Linked DNA regions of Mus musculus: region 2 is linked to region 1. The links are chromatin contacts, called in public HiChIP or PLAC-seq maps. All regions are on one chromosome and are shown on one strand. Each heading gives the region's core, a stretch centred on a gene start, on an enhancer-like site or on the middle of the called end of the contact. The rest is flanking DNA. Distances are from core to core; before and after follow the strand shown.

Region 1 (2,778 bases), core at 166-2,665:
TCTGCATTAGAGCATCAGCTACTCCTTGACCACACTTCCAACCAAGAGTAGCCATCGAAAAGTTTATCCTGGGAAAGAGGCCAAAAGCCCTGACAATGTATGGAAGCCTGCCAAAGCAGGAGCTTTCATAATGCATGCCTGCAGAGGCTCATGGGTCTAGAGAAAGGGTACAGTGTGAACAGAGGCATCTGTTTGATAGTGAGGCCTCCTTCCCCACACACACTGCAGTTGTTTTCTAAAGCTAGGAGCCCGGGCTGTGGTCTTTCAGGAGACCTAGAGTTGCCAGATAAAATACAGGACACCTACTTCAATTTAAATTTCAAATACATAACAAGTGTGTTTGTTTGTTTTACTACTAGCTTATTCCCCCATAATATTGCAATATATTTTACTGAATTTTGTTTTCATTATTCACCCAAAATTCTTAGGCATCCTAAATATTTTTATTTGCTAAGTGTGCTGACCCCAGGGCAGTTCTGACTTGCTGGCTAATCAAGAGGCAGCTCAAAGCACAGTCTGGAAGTCATCATAATCCAGAAGACCAGCCTTCCCTGCATGGACGTGAAAATTCAAGGCGCTAAAGGGCTAAGAGGCCCAAGAAGTCAAGACTGACTTTGGAAAGAGATCAATTTAGTGTCGTGTATTAACACTGGATTGCTTAAGGCAATATTATAGCTATCTCTTATATCCTCACAGGTGTATAAAAGACGGTGGAGATGAAATGAAGAAGTTAGAAATGTACAGAAACAGGTATTGCCTGGGAAGAGTACTTAACAGTAATGGAGGTTTGACGTGCAATCCCTAAGGAGGAACGGGAAATGCTCTCACCGCATTGATCTGGGCTATGTTGATAAAAGCTATAGACCACTTAACTCCCCTTGTATGTTTTTAAGCCACTCTGCATTCTGGGCATTTATCAAGCTACGTTATGAGGGCTGGGAAGGAAGAAAACACAGAAGCAGCGCAGCCCCCTTTCTCCTGAGCATCTGCTGTTGCTGCTGTCAAGGGGTCTCATTTTTCCCATCTATCCTGAAGACAACCCAGAGCATAAATATCATCACTATCTTAGAATCATTGATAATATTGGTTTTTTGGTTTTGCTTTTGTTTTGTTTTTGTTTTTTTCAAGACAGGGTTTCTCTTTATAGCCCTGGCTGTCCTGGAACTCACTCTGTAGACCAGGCTGGCCTTGAACTCAGAAATCTGCCTGCTTCTGATTCCCGAGTGCTGGGATTAAAGGCATGCGCCACCACCACCACCACACACACACATACACACACACACACACACACCCGGCAAGCTCAGCTTTCCTAAGTATAAGTTCCAGTTGCCTGCAAATAGGCTAGGCTAGGACCACAAGAACAGGAGCAGTGCTGAATACCCAGCATGGCCACTGCTCGCTCAAAGGCAACGCTACAATACTGTTACTATGTAGCTGAATCAGCACTGGCCATCACTATCCTGGGCCTCTCACTGAAATGTCTCTGGTTCAATCTCCTCATCTCTAAAATCTGTGGTCATGCTTTACGATAAAACCACCACATACCAAAAGTATTTAAAATGTACTCTACTGACATAAAATTTATATACCATAAAATCCATTCTTTGGAGAGTTCACTGGTTTTAAGTTCTCTTCCCAACTTATATCCATGCTTACTCCTCCCCAAGGCTACTAAAGTTACAGTCAGGTGACAAGTCCACAAGGACAAAGAGTACACAAAGTTAAGTGATGCTAATTGATCTCCCAGGGCTGAGCACTGGGAAGCGGGCAGGGGAGGAGGCCATGCACATTCACAAACAAGCATCAGGAGTTGGTGGTACAAAAGAGAGTTCAAAAAAGAAAAGAAAACAAACAAAAAACAAGGATAAACCCAGGCGTGTAGTGCACACCTTAAATACTCAAGGGATCAGGATAGGAGCGGGAGAATCACAAGGTCAAGATTATCCAGGCCAGCCTAGGCTATCTGAGGCTCTGTCTCGAGAATGGGGAAAAAGCAAAAGGATGAGCTGAAGGGCTAACAGGAAGTGGGCAGTCCCTTCTTCCCCAAAAAGGCGGTAAGGAAGAGAGATGTGGGAGGCACACAGACAAAAGTAACAATTAGAAAAATAATAATTCACAAGGGAAAACAACTATACATATTGAAGGAAAAAAATGGACTTTTGAAGTTGTCACTGTTACATTCAAGATGAAAAACATTCTTTGGTTGGTGCATAACTCAGTGTGTGTGTGTCCCCTTGCACAGCAAAGATGCACAAAAATATGTGAATCCTGCCAGGCAGCAGCGCTGTACACCTTAATCCTATCACTAAAGAAGCAGTGGCCAGCCTTGTCTACAAAGTGAGTTCCAGGACAGCCAGAGCTCCAGAGCTACATAGAGAGACTCTGCCTCAAAAGTAAATAAATAAATAAAAACAAATGTATATATTGCATATATGTGTTGCATATAAATATGTTGAGTGCATGTGTGTGTGTGTGTGTGTGTGTGTGTCCTAATCTTCAGACCCTGTGACAGGAAAAACAACTTTATAAGGTAAAGCCAGAGATGCTGAAACAGGGAAACTAAGCTAAGGAATTTTGCCTAAATTATTTCGTAGGCCCAATCTAAAGAGCCAGGCATAGTGGTACATGCCAGGAGTCCCAGCTCTAGGCAAAAAGCAAATTAAAAACAACAACAACAACAAAAAACAAAACAAAACAAAGGAGTCCCCTCTGACTAGAAGCTGAGACATGCCACAAAGAAACACAGAGTGTAGAAAACATGAGAGGAAGTTGACCCTC
Region 2 (2,778 bases), core at 97-2,596, 93 kb after region 1:
AAATTATTTTTCACTCTTTTATTTGTGTGTGTGTGTGCGCATGTGCGTGCATGTGCTCGTGCCCACCCATGCTATCCTGTGCGTGTGTGGGGTCCTGTGTGTGTGCACTCACACTACTGCCTGTGTATAGAGGTCAGAAAATTACTTTCAGGGGTCAGTTCTTGCCCTGTTTCAAGGCAGTCTCTCTTGCTGTACTATGTTTTTTAGGCATTCCAGACGATTCTCCTGTCTTGAGTCCCATCTTGCCCATAGGAGTCCTGGAATTAGAGGTGCAGGCTACTGCACCCAGCTTTTATATGGGTTCTAGAGATCAAAATCACGGTGTCAGCTGGTGAGGCCATCTCTAGCCTTCACGTGAAGTTATTTTAGTAACATGGTTATAAGGCTTTTTTTTTCCTGACTTGCCTCCCCTGATCAGGGACAAACCTCAAGAGGTTGAGACTTTGCCATTTCCCAAGGCCTATGCCATGGCCAAGGTCAAACAAGAACATTTTTGTTTGTTCGTCTTTTGAGATAAGATCTTGTGATGGAGCCTATGCTGGTCTTGAACCCTAGATAATTTGAGTTCCTCTGCCTCCCAAATGCTGGGATTACAGGTGTATACCACCATACCTGGAAAAGAACACTGCTTAATGAACCAGTGAGTGAATAAATGCAGGAAAGAAGAAAGGTCTCAAGAGACGGCTTTGTCTTGAGCCATGGAGCAAAGAAAGAGAACCAGGCCCTCATGGTTGGGGGCATTAGAAGCCCCTCAGACACAGCTCTCCTCGCTCTCCCCTGCAACTGTTGCGTGTTGAACTCTCTGTGAAGATGAAGAAGAGGAGGAGGATAATGGCGGTTTGTCTTGCTGGTGGAGCTGGACCTAGGGTTTTACTGTGTTGGGCAAGCATTCCACACTGAATTACTTTACTGCTCCAGCTCGTTCCCCAAGACTCTTATATTTGCACGTGGCTCTCTTTCTGAAGGGCTTCCTGCTCTTTGAGAACAAAGCCTGGTCTGATTTGACTAAAAGTGTACCGCGCAAGCATGTCATAGGTCGTAGATGCTAGGCAATCAATAAAAATGTTCATCAGGCCCAAATATAACCAAGCAATTAATGTTATATATAATGAATCACTGATCAGACATAACGTGTTACACTTTTTTAGTTAATACTAATACAGTCATTCTTTAATGCTTCTCTTTAGAAAACACTGGACTTTTTGATCATGGATGTTAGCGTCAGTTTTATTTGGGGTGTCTTTAAAGTCAGATGTGAAAATATGCAGGGTGTACCTTGGTGCCTGTGGGACAGAGTGGAGCTCTGTCAGGGTAGGGTGCAAAGTCAGAATTGTTTAAACTTCCTTATTGCAAGGGAATGGGGCTGAGCAGAAGCCCAGGGGAGGGCCTGCTGGAATTCCCTGCAGGGAGGGAAGTCACCCCACCCTGCTCTTGCCTTTGAGCTCAGAGGTTCTGGGAACCAGCCCAGCGGGGACTCGCCAGGGTGCAATGGGTGGGGGTGGGAGGGGTGGGGACTGGGTGGAGGGGGGAGTGTTGGGGAATCTGCAAACAGGCTCTAAGGAACCTTTCCATAGATAATGCAGGTGGGGAGAGGGAGAGACCTGTCCCCAGGGAGAACAGAGGGAGGCTATGTAAAATCCACACTCAGGTGACCCCTGAGAATTCCAGGCTTTTCCTAGCCACACCTGTAGGCCAATTGTTCTGCAATCTTCAGGGTGGTTTAGCTGGTAAATTTATCTAAATCCAATCTTGGGGGAATGAGGTGTGGAGAAGGGGTTTCTTCCTGGGGGTAGGGGTGGGGTGGGAGGCAACTGACATAGCTCATGTGACTTGCTCTATTGCCAACATTCAAAATTCTTCAGAAACAGACTACTTTAAAAAAAAATAAGTGTGACCTTCCTTTTTAAAAGTCCTCTTCCCTATGTCTGTCTCTTTTAAATCCTGCATATGGAGGTGGGGAAAAACTCTTGCCTAGCACGAGAAGCCAGAGGTTCCATCCCCTGCACCGTAAATAATATATAAAAGAACACCTTGTATGTGGGGCTCAAACTGGCTTCCACTGGAACATCTCTCCACTATTTTAGTGGCACAGGACAAGAAGCCACAACTTGCTAAACCCCAGTGTGGAAAATGGCGGGAGGCAGAGCTCGTAATTTACACACTTGTGGGTGTGAGCTCAGGTGATCGATACAAGGAGGCTCTAGAACTCGTGCCTTATTCCTAGTGTGCATTAGATCGGCAGCACAGATGTCACAAGCTTTGGCTTTGATCCTTCTCTTACTGCAGACTGGACCCTGAGCTTGCATATGTTAGACAAGCCCTCCATCACTGACCTAGAGCCTTAACCATTCTATTCCGATCTGCTCAATTGTCCACACAGGCGTCTGTCAGCCTCAGGACAGCTGGGGTTACAGGTCTGCACCATCAGGCCCTTTCCTCTGTGTGCCTGGGATAGGTCCTAGAGTCTCAGGCCTGCTAAGTAATCTGTCTTCTACTCAGCTACAGCCCTCCCGGTATTGGTAAGTAGGAGTCACTTGTATTCCCTTCCATCCCACTGACACTCATGGGCTGGGATATAAAGCTCTGCCTACAGACCAAGTAGAGGTGGGTATGGTCAGGTCCACTGCAAGGAATGAACAAGGTATGTCCTGGGGCGAAGGCAAGGGGCTGAGAACATCTGCCTATTTTTATCTCTCTGAGGTTTGTTCTCCGTGTGCCAAATAAAAGGCCACCTTTTAATGTAGTCTATATTACATATTTGTCCCTGAACTCAGCATA

The links. HiChIP or PLAC-seq counts read pairs in DNA pulled down with a chosen protein or histone mark.
Region 2: a contact with region 1 is called in an H3K27ac HiChIP or PLAC-seq map of embryonic stem cells, with 5 read pairs. The contact joins two enhancer-like sites. A contact is called at or near these places in 1 of 115 datasets of contacts at active chromatin or transcription factors (embryonic stem cells) and 2 of 9 other capture datasets (liver and pancreatic islet).

The regions. Positions count from the first base shown.
Region 1 is chr3:9,007,051-9,009,828 of GRCm38.p6, forward strand. No RefSeq gene overlaps it. Among named protein-coding and RNA genes, the nearest start is that of Gm46832, 19 kb to the right of the region's middle. Within about 2 kb of position 1,416, at least 14 of the 459 cell types and tissues checked have an H3K27ac peak or open chromatin away from gene starts, as enhancers often do. A contact at or near this core is called in embryonic stem cells, where this site is marked.
Region 2 is chr3:9,100,030-9,102,807 of GRCm38.p6, forward strand. No RefSeq gene overlaps it. Among named protein-coding and RNA genes, the nearest start is that of 4930539M17Rik, 39 kb to the left of the region's middle. Within about 2 kb of position 1,347, at least 24 of the 459 cell types and tissues checked have an H3K27ac peak or open chromatin away from gene starts, as enhancers often do. A contact at or near this core is called in embryonic stem cells, where this site is marked.